2 separate regions of the Hordeum vulgare genome follow, and region 1 is linked to region 2. Evidence: chromatin contacts called from public Hi-C data. All regions are on one chromosome and are shown on one strand. Each heading gives the region's core, a stretch centred on a gene start, on an enhancer-like site or on the middle of the called end of the contact. The rest is flanking DNA. Distances are from core to core; before and after follow the strand shown.

Evidence for each region. Hi-C and Micro-C count contacts between places; a contact is called where the count stands out from the background.
Region 1: a contact with region 2 is called in a Hi-C map of leaf, with 4 times the contacts expected there. The contact joins the enhancer-like site here to the promoter of LOC123413551 in region 2. A contact is called at or near these places in 2 of 6 Hi-C or Micro-C datasets (leaf and seedling).

The regions. Positions count from the first base shown.
Region 1 is chr7H:415,639,608-415,645,459 of MorexV3_pseudomolecules_assembly, reverse strand. No RefSeq gene overlaps it. Among protein-coding and RNA genes, the nearest start is that of LOC123411024, 190 kb to the right of the region's middle. Within about 2 kb of position 2,444, at least 1 of the 3 cell types and tissues checked has open chromatin away from gene starts, as enhancers often do. A contact at or near this core is called in leaf, where this site is marked.
Region 2 is chr7H:415,052,952-415,058,469 of MorexV3_pseudomolecules_assembly, reverse strand. LOC123413551 (glyceraldehyde-3-phosphate dehydrogenase 1, cytosolic) reads left to right here and starts at 2,646. Exons shown (of 12, transcript XM_045106483.1): 1 at 2,646-2,798; 2 at 2,911-2,934; 3 at 3,040-3,140; 4 at 3,439-3,554; 5 at 3,634-3,733; 6 at 4,222-4,368; 7 at 4,456-4,516; 8 at 4,597-4,694; 9 at 4,935-5,077; 10 at 5,228-5,311; 11 at 5,402-5,491. The coding sequence starts at 2,795.

The DNA.
Region 1 (5,852 bases), core at 1,195-3,694, 590 kb before region 2:
AGCTACCACAATTTGCTATCATTACAAACCAATGCATAACTGTAGCATCAACTAGTTTATATGAGCTAATCTAAGGGCAAGCATGGCATGACACACTACACGAGAATGTAACTATGACATATCAGAACATGGACATACCATACTTAAGAATGTAGCCTAGTGATAATAGATCATGAAATTATAAGATAAGGAATACACCATTCTAACATCGATACTCATGATAACATGCATTTCATATCTAGTACCACCTACACTAGGAACAACATATGATACACAACTAGGCTTGATCTAATACATGAACTCGTACACACACACACTATACAATCTAGTTATACAAGCACAACTTCATTGCAAGGAATTAACAAGAAGTAACCATGCTTATTAAAGTATACATGGTAGATACATTTCTAACATGTATCACTACCAAACAAAGTATAACCACAAGCATGAACTTACAAAACAAATTAAAAAAATGCTTTGAGAAAGGTCACACATCAAAAAGCGAATGAAATAATCAACCATGATTAAATATTTAGATAACTCTAAAAATTATAACGATTCAACTACAACTCAAAATAAGGCAGCCATAAGATATAACATATTTATACAAGGAAAAACAAACAATAACATAACCGGATTAGTCGTTCATTGCAATCTAGACGATTTCATGAAACAAATACCCATCCAATTCATAGATAACACACATCTAAAAATTAATAGATGCACTACACAATAAGGTGCTACTCTCATGCCGTACATAAGTAATGATCTCTATGCATGATATAAAACATATTCTAAATGCAAACAATATGCCTACAACAAGTAATATGACTATGTTCTAAAATAATATATCAATTCATTTTCATTAGTAATAAATTAGGTAACAACGGATAATTTCAATAAACAACACCTAGAACATGGCATGCTTTAAATAAAAATAAATAAAACACATGTGACACGATGAAAATGAATATGTAAAATCGTAAACCATATTTAAATAAACCAATCAATGCTTAGAGTAATTCAAAAGAATTATAAGCATTATGTTAATTCATCAAATTCTATACACATGCATAACACACTACATCATGACATATAACAAAACTTATATCAACATGAGACACCACATAAACTATATCCTATAAGTCAAACTATGACCATAACAATAATCCGTACAATACACATGTGACAAAGATGAGAAACAAACAAATAAAATATATCTAAGATATCGCCATGCTAAAGAAAAATGAACATAATCAAAACATGACATATTCTTCAATCATGCAAAGCTTAAGATAAAATTATGTAAACGTACACATGATAATAATTTGCAACAACTCATAGACATACCACGCAAAAGAAAATATATTACATGAAACATGTTCAACAATTTGCAAATAAATATAACCGGTAAAAAGATAAATCTAACAAGTCATTTGCCACATTAAAAATTATGAGACAGACAATATGCACTCCTAGGCATAACACGAATATATGAACAATAACATATTCACGCAAAAATTAATCAATGAATACACTCCTTCAATCTTAACCAAACGACTACATGAATATATATTTTACAATATGGTTATCAAACGAGTAATCCAGTAAATTTTATGTAACTCTTGGAACATCACACAAGAAAAAAAATTGTGCAAGAAATATGCACGTAGTGCAATTCCTATTTGAACTACACAAACATGTAATATGATATATATGCAAAATCTAAAACCACAAACTCGGTCCTCTGACCACTTAAAATGTTTCATCTATTGATAGCTAGATCAAGCAATGAACAAAAGAAAAACAATGGAAAAAACATATAGTATTTGGTTCATACGACGCATAGCATCGATGCACCCATCGACCAAAATAGGAGGAGCTATGAAGTCTAGGAGATAACATCCGTGATGTTGAGAAGGTGTGCAAAAGGAATTGGATAGAGACTCGCCGAGTTTGACGAAACGGTGCGATGAACTCGACAAACAGTTTAGACGGACATGCAGAATTCTTGGTGTGTGGTCAACGGATCGCATTCTTCCTTCTTTGAATGGATTCACGCCATGGAGGAGGAGATCCTGGCGCAAGGAGTAGGATGGAGATGGTCCGAGTCATCGGAATTGCGACCTCGCGTCCATGGAGCTTTATAGGGAGCGCTCTTGTAGACAGGAAGAAGGGAATAGGCATGAGAACCGCTCAGAATGAGAGAGGAGATCATGGTGCAAGTCTAGATTTCTTCAAAACTGAAAACGATAGAGATTTATGGGAATTGAAGGTGAAGCTGTTTCATGGTTGGAGATGTGGCTGTACGTTTAGTCTTCTTTGCTCGTTTCATCTCCTCTTTGTTTGTCGCGTGGAGAGATGAAGCGTTCCTTCTGCGGTTGGGATATGGGCAAGTGGAAAAATAAGGCATGGAGGAGTCCAACAGAGGGAATTTAAGGAAGATGTTGTCGTTTCCTTTCATGATATCTCTCTCAAGATCTCTAAAGAAGAATGGTTCAGCTACCACGTATAAAGCAAATGGGCTAATGGCCAAGTGAGAAGAAATAAAGAAAATAATGGGAAGCATATTAGGCAAGGCCCATTGAAAAAAAAGACAAACATGTTGAGAAAGAGACACATTCGGCCTAAGGATTTCCAAAGTCTTGAGGAAAACAATGGATAAGATCTTTTGAAAAGAAAAATCTGAAACCGGAATGAAAGCTCAAACAAAAATCAAAAGGAGTTCCAAAAATACAAATGTGCATAAATCAAAATGCTAAAAACAAAACCCCACTAAAAGTGGAGAACAAAACATTAGTTTAAATTTAAGTTGGTATTTAATCAAATTCAAATCGCCAAACTATAAAAACTTGATTCACACTTTTATTAAAGTATATAAAACAAACAAAATTTGCTGACCCTAATTTTTGAAAAAAGTTTTTCTTAAACATTCCGAACATCGGGATGTTACATTGCACAAAATAAAAACTAACATAAAAATATTAATTTAGAATAGTCCAAACCAAATCGACGTTTTTCTAAACCACATCATTCATTAACTCAATCAAATCAAATCAATCTTATCAAATCCCAACTAAATCAAAAAAAATCTTGCTTTCCCTATCCATACTCTTACTAAGTTAAATGTTATAAATTGGTGTAAAGAATATTTTAGACAAGATTGGTGTTGAACCACTACTGTACGTGTCTGTTGCAATATATGTGCAATTACCTAGTTCGGGTAAATACGGTAAATCGATTTGTAGGCTTTGGAGCATCTATCGCCATAGGTGTTCCACTTCAATCATGACGTGTGATGTAGAATGGACGGTCCATAGGCGTGCATACTTTTGTGGTGTTCAGTGCCTCCTTAGCTCCTTGCCTATGATACACGGCATAGTAGCTACCAACCTGAGTCCGCGATAGAAAACGAAACAACTGAAACCTAGAGATTTATATCAAAAAAAAATGTAATCAAAGAATGTAACCAACAGATGAAGGGTAACTTGGAAAAAATATTTTTAGGTGTACGTGCATGCAATCATTGTTTTATCTTTGTTTAAAAACTCGTTCAGCTAACCAGTGAACTTGCTGATTAATTCCTACTCACAGGGTCATCGAGTAGCCGATTAACTGATAAATTGCTTGATTAATGAATTAAATGACTGATTAACTTGCCGACTAGCTCATTAATTTCCTACTCACCACCCAACCGAGCAGTTATCAGCTAACGATTTCCTTAATAATACTTTTTATTAAGAGAGGTAATCAATTTTTGTTGTTGTGACAACTATTTCTTATGTGTAAAACAGAGAGAGCAAGGGCAAAATGGATAACACAGCACCCATTTGGCAATCGGCGAGATGAGGTAAGGATCTAGAATTAATTAATTCGCATACGCGTGAAGCCCGAAAAGTATCGCACCTTCCTTTTGTTATCAGATCATTGTCGAATGCAAGTTGTCACACATTTGTTTTCCCCTGCAACAAACACTTATTCGTAAGTTTCAGTCTCATCAGCCATGCAATTATGTGAATAGACACAGTGCGTGTGAAAGGAGACAAATCAAAAAAGATTGAGGGAAAATTGAATGTAAGAGAAAGAAAACACGTTTCATGTACAACTCAATCATAATTATCTATTATGTGTGATGACGGTCACCTTTTGTCATGACTAGTCATCTTCGTCAGCAAAAATATTAGACATATAAAGAGTTATATAAGGTTGCATGCTGATTAGCATTTTTTTTCTAACTAACCACCTCTCCCTTCATTTTTAAGGGCTGAGACCTTTATCTTTCTTAATCTTCAATCAAAATTATCTGTTTGTAAAATCCATATAAAAGTATGTATGTAGCATTGCTGCTTCGACATGGTAGGTAGTACATGGTAGTGTCGTCAATTTGCAACCGCAATCGCTAGATGTGCATCATGCATGATATCCATGTTGGATGGATATGAATATGAAAGCTATAGAAGAATGTGTTAAGAGAACAGGAAGCTACAGCAAAATTTCATGCGGATGTCTACACTCAGCTTTTTCATACGTGCATACATATGTATGAAATGTACAAGTGTACAAAGCTCTATGGTGTATTCATATGGACTTCGGGCCACTTATTGCTGCCGACCGACAACCCCCCCCCCCCCCCCCCTCCATCCCACGCACAATTTCTTTTGACAATCCATGAGAACGTCAAATACGATACCGAAGTTTAGAGATTTAGAGTAATTCTAACCGGGTGATCCATTTCGTCCGCTCATGTCCGTTTGGATTGGTGTAGACATAAAAGTCGGCCCAACGCGCGAACCCAAACGGACGCGCGTCCGCTTGGCGTCCGCCTGCCGACCCATTTCCAACCCATTTTTGAGACGGATTTGCATCGACGTGGACACGAGACGGACGTGCGCGCGCCTTCTCCTCCCCTCGGGCCCGCTGGTCGGTGGCAACCTCCACCATATCCCGCCCGCGCGCGCTCCCGCCCCACCCCTGCCATGGATGGCGAGCTCAACGTCGTCGCCGGCCTCGCCTCCCTCGCCTCGTCCGGCAAGACGACCGCCCTCTCTGGCAAAGGCAAGCCTCGCGCCCCCCGCAAGACCGCCGCCGCACCCAAGCCGAAGAAGACGCTGACGTCCGAAGAGCGCGCAAGGGAGTCGCCCAAGAGGAAGGGCCGCGCGCACGCGGCAGACGCGAGGGATGAAGCCATCGCGGCGGCCGCCGTCGCTGCGGCCGCGCATCAGGAGGTCACAAATGCTCATGTCGCGGCGGCAACAAGGGAGGCGCTCTATATGCTAGGGTTAAACCCTAGCCAGCACGGCCTCGTCAACTCCGTCGTGGCGCGGCCAGCACCGGCTCATCCGCGTTCCCTCGGATGGTGCTGCCCGACTCGCTCCGCGCGTCGGCTTGCACCCCGATGCCCCGCTTCCACGTCTACCCGCAGGCCTCCCGCCTCTCCGGGAAGTGCTCGCCTGAGGTGAGCGTGGTGGCGCCTTCCACGTCCGCGCCCGCGCCCAATGACCTCAATTCCACACCGGTGGCCGGTGGCTCATCATCCAGAGGCATGAGGAAACGCACGCGTGATCAGGTCAGCATGGACCTGGACGGCTTCCTACTCGACCACGAGTTTCCGAAGGACTACGGACAAGAGGAAGAGGACAAGTGCGACATCGAAGGGGAGTCTTTGTTCAAGGACGAGCTCGCCAACCAAACCGCCTGGGCGAATCCGAAGCGCAAGAGCAAGCGGACCAAGGCATACACGGCGGCCGAGGACAAGCTTCTTTGCGAGTGTTAGATAGATATTGGGCAAGCCCCCAAGATGGGCGCCGAACAAAAGCTTTCAACTTTTTGGATTCGTGTCCACCGTGAGTTTC
Region 2 (5,518 bases), core at 1,397-3,896:
GGAGGAGGAGGGAGTCGTCGTCGCCGTTGGAGGAGAGGGTCTCTGTCGTGAGCGAGTCTTCGTCGACGTCAGGAGCGAATCCTCGTTGTCGTCGCGCCTCGCCTCGTCGTTGTTGCTTCGTCGCGCCTCGCGGACACCGGTGCTGGCACCCCCGACGGCGCAACCTTGATCCGATCTAGGTTTCCAGCGAGAAAAGAGGCTGGGAAAAACGACGGGGTGTGGAGAAAAACGACGGGCTGTGGTGTGTATCGAATACGGGCCTGTTACAGGTGTAAACTCGAAAATCAGTGTAAATTTTATGACCAAAAACGATCAACCAAGCAGCCCATCTGTATTTTTCTTACATGGGTATATTTTACAAGTGTTTCATGCCCAAAACGACGAACCGGCCTTGAAAAATGCGGTGACGGAGGTAAGAAATAAAGGCATGTTTGGTTCATGACTAACTTTGCCACAACTAACCTTAGATAAAGTGTGGCTGCCACAAAAAGTGTGGCAAGATTTGGCAAAAAATTAAGTCTATGACATGTGGACCATATATCTATAGAAGTATGGCAAGCCACAAATGTGACAATGAACCAAACACATGCCTAAAGTATTGTGGCATGACTAAGATTAGGTGACAATGAACCAAACAATCTGGTATACAAATGTGACAATGAACCATACAATCTTAAGCTGGAACCAAACAGCCCCTAAGTAAATAACCGTGGGCGCCGCCGCACATCGGTCGGGCGCGGCGATCGGTGCTCGCGGGAACCCGACAAACGATGAGCGTGACATTTTCCTAACTTGCATCGAGCGTGCGCGGTGACGAAGCAGTGACCAAAGCAAGCAGGCTGCTAAACTGAGAGCGGATAGTAAATTCGGAGAAGCGTCTGGAAAGGCAGCGGGCATATATGCCAGCATATTCGCTGCTACTGCCCGGTGGCAGGCCGGAAATTATCCGCACCGAGGGACGGGCATATCCGGCCATCATCCTTCCTCTCGATGCGCAGCTGGTCGTCGTCGTAGACCCCACCGCGCCACGCGACGCCCGTCGGCCGTTGCGCGCAGATCTCGGGATCCTCAGTGCCCGCCCATTCCTGTCGCCGTTCCGTTTCACGTGCGGTGCCCGCGGTCCTCAGCAATTCGAAAAGGAATCACGTGTCCTGCCCCAGCAGCGCAAGTGCCCAACCGAACATGGAAAAGCGTCGAGCCACCAAAGACGCTAGAGACATCTACGCCACAGAGGATCCCGGGCAGCCGGATTCCACACCGTCCGCGTCGGACAAACACGCGGGGGTCGCCGCCGCTTGCCGTCGTCGGCGGCCACCCAACCTTCTGGACCACACCTGCTATCTATCCCAGTCACAGCCACAGAACCAACCAGACGGAGCCACGTAGGCAGAGCACCATTCACGCCCCAAGCAAAACGAGCAATTTCCCCTTCATCAAACCAAAGATCAAAGCCCGCTTGGCGTTCGTTCGTTGGTTTAGCCGCATCTTCTATTTTTAAATAGCTAGACCTCATTATTCAATTTCCTCTTCATACAACAATAACATATTATCAAATCATGCATGTAATCTTAAGTTTTTTTTTCATTATTTTTTTCGTGCAAAACACATCTTCATGCATTAATTTGTTTAGATAATTAAGCAAGATATCTTTAAAATGACTTTTTATATTAACATTATTTTTTTAATATTTATTCATATATCGTTTAACAAATTTTCTATGCACGGGGCATTGTCTAGTTATTGAAAAGCCGAGTATTTTTCTCCAGGCACCGGAAGGAAAGCAAAAATGCCTTGCTCTTTCTTGCGCGAGAAACCACGCCGCACAGCACGGACGGCAGCAAATGCTCGGTGCTCCTCGCATTGCTTTCCTTTCTTGCCCGAGAAACCACGGGCGGCCAGCCACCAGGCGCGTACCTACCTCCAGGCCTCGCGATGACACGTGGGCCATGCAGTCGGCGGGGCCCACGGCTCATCGGGACGGCCAGAGGGCTCTGCCCTGTGGACTGTGGAGAAAGCTGTGGAAGGGACAGGTCACCCGCGCACCTTGCGCGAAATCAATTCGTCTGTATTTGTTTAGCCTGTCCGTAACGAAAGTATCATATATATATATATATATATATATATATATATATATATATATATATATATATATATATATATATATATATATATATATATATATATATATATAGTACTCCCTCTGTTTTTAAATATAAGTATTTAAAAAAGTTTCATTAATGTATTATATATGGATGTATATAGACATATTTTAGAGTGTAGATTCATTCATTTTGCTTCGTATGTAGACTCCTAATAAAACATCTTAAAAGACTTATATTTAAAAACGAAAGGAGTATCATGCATGCCAACTAAACAATTTTGATGAAGTGACATAGAATTAAATGAAGAAAGAGATGATTTTTTGAGGTAAGAAAAGAGAGGGTTGAGTATCATATACTGATACCGTATCATATAAAATGATATACTACTATGTGTCTTTCATGCCAATAAATAAACTATCCTATAATACAAACATATGATACTAAGCATTACGGATGCACTATCATTAATATCATATACTACGTGATACTAATATATCATACTACGCATTAAAACCAGCCTTAGCCTCCTCGATATTCCATTTCGCCTTTTCCTCTCCTGGGCTCCTGGCTTTATAAAACCGGCCGCTTAAACCCTCCCCACCTCTCCATATCCGCTTCCAGACACTTCCCCCGTCCCCAGCGAACCTCCCCACCACCATCTCGCGTCGCGGCGTCAGTTCCACTCCTTCGCCATGGGTAAATCGCTCGTCGATTTCCTGCCGCTTCTTCTCCTGATCTGAACGACGCTTGTTTTTTGCTGATCGATTTTGCTCTTCTGCTCTTTCTGCTTGGTTTGGGGCGCATGCAGGCAAGATTAAGATCGGAATCAACGGTGAGTTTTCTGTCTCCTTCTCGCGCTCGCATCTAGGTTCACCGATCGGTGCTGGTGTGACCGTGTGGGTGCCTCTGTTTTGATCTGGTGTCTGTTTCTGCTCAGGTTTCGGAAGGATCGGGAGGCTCGTCGCCAGGGTCGCACTCCAGAGCGACGATGTCGAGCTCGTCGCCGTCAACGACCCCTTCATCACCACCGAGTACATGGTATGCCACTCGATCTGCGATTTCCACCCGCTCTGGTAGCTAGATCTGGTGGTCTAAAATGTTTGTGGGGTTTTACCTGTGATTTCTTCTGTTAGCATACCTGCTTCTGTTGTTCCATGAGGCCTGCTTCTGCTTCTGTGATCTGTTTGTTTGCTTGCCTGATTATGCTAGTAGTATTAGTCGGCCTCTGTAGCATGCCTTCAGATATCATGATCCTCTACCGCAAAAAGAGATATCATGATTCTGCTCGGTTGGTTTGTTTAATTGAGTTGAATTCTGTGGTTCGCGTGATGTGCAGACGTACATGTTCAAGTACGACACAGTTCACGGCCATTGGAAGCACAGTGACATCAAGCTCAAAGACGACAAGACGCTGCTCTTCGGCGAGAAGCCAGTTACTGTCTTTGGCGTCAGGTAGTATTGATATTATAGCCTTTTCGGAAGGTTTGTGTCTGTTAAGTTATCAAGCTAATGTTTGATGTTCTCTTGACAGGAACCCTGAGGAGATCCCGTGGGGTGAGGCTGGTGCTGATTACGTTGTGGAGTCCACCGGTGTCTTCACTGACAAGGACAAGGCCGCTGCTCACTTGAAGGTATAACTGACGTTCTGGTTTTCGCTCATTCACACATTAGTTCCGAGCTATATATATGTGCCTTTTCTGATCCTTTGAATACGAGGCTGAGAAAGAATCCATTTGTATTATTGAATTTCAATTAGAAAATGTGTCCTGCTCCATATATATTTATTTCTTCTTAGTGTGTGAAAACATGATAAAAAATGAACACACACAGGGGAGTGTAAAGCAGAGTGTAATGCCGTTTGTTCTGAATTGTTTTGTGTGTTTGGTTGCTTCAGGTGTGCTAGTAGTAAACACTGAATTCATGGTAGTCCACTCAGTATCACAGTGACCATCAATTTTATTGGTTTATCTCAAATGCTGGGTTATTCTAGTAGCTTATTTTAATTATTTTTTGGTGCTAGCTGTATAAGAGTGCCACTGTTCTTCAGGGACTTAGCTTTTGCAATGTATTTCCAACACTAGTGAAGTGATTATAACTTGCATTGTTCATTGAATATTAGGGTGGTGCCAAGAAGGTGGTCATCTCTGCCCCAAGCAAAGATGCCCCTATGTTTGTGGTTGGTGTCAATGAGGACAAGTACACCTCGGATGTTAACATTGTCTCAAATGCTAGCTGCACCACTAACTGCCTTGCTCCCCTAGCTAAGGTATGTTCTGTTTCTGGTCATCATCTTACCTTCACTACTACTGGGATTGTGGTTCATTTTGTAATGATGTTTATTATCATTCATCAGGTCATTAATGACAACTTTGGTATTATTGAGGGTCTGATGACCACTGTTCATGCCATCACTGGTAAGATATTGTTGGCTGTGCTCTCAAGTTATCTGCCTTAGTAATCTCATTAACTTGACATTGGTGAACTTGCCTCTCAGCCACACAGAAGACCGTTGATGGTCCCTCAAGCAAGGACTGGAGAGGTGGCAGGGCCGCAAGCTTTAACATCATCCCCAGCAGCACTGGTGCTGCCAAGGTATGCAACCAATAGCATTGTGCATTTGTTTTCAGACACTGTTTTGAATGGATTGCTTACTTCTTTACCTATTGCTTATGTTGTGCATATTGGGTCCATGTTTTTCTTTGGAGATTATTCTATGATTGTGAAATGATACACTAAACATTGTGCATGCTTATTTCATTTGTGAGCTCCCAGTGGACTTGATCAATTGATTGCAGTTTTGTTCTATTGACCTAATGCTATGATGGGTTTCAGGCTGTTGGTAAGGTTCTTCCTGAGCTGAATGGCAAGCTTACCGGTATGTCTTTCCGGGTTCCCACTGTGGATGTGTCAGTTGTTGATCTCACTGTTAGAACCGAGAAGGCTGCATCATATGATGACATCAAGAAGGCTATCAAGTAAGTCTTTGATCTTGGGGCATCTCCTATGAGAAGTAGAAGAGTTGTTGAGAAAGTCCTGCTTATAATTCCTGCCTGCCTGCGCATGTGTGACGATTCTACGAATATCGTTCCCAGATGTCACTAATAGAGTACGCAAATTATTTTCAGGGCTGCTTCCGAGGGAAAGCTCAAGGGTATCATGGGTTACGTTGAGGAAGATTTGGTCTCCACCGACTTCGTTGGTGACAGCAGGTATGCTCAATGTCGTAATGCTGCTGGCAAAAGCTACCGAGCGTTATCAGATAGTAACTGTTCTCCATTCTATATTTTATCATTTATTAGGTCCAGCATCTTTGATGCTAAGGCTGGAATTGCTCTGAACGACCATTTCGTCAAGCTTGTCTCGTGGTATGACAACGAGTGGGGTTACAGGTGAGTTGCCATAATGGATTTATTTCT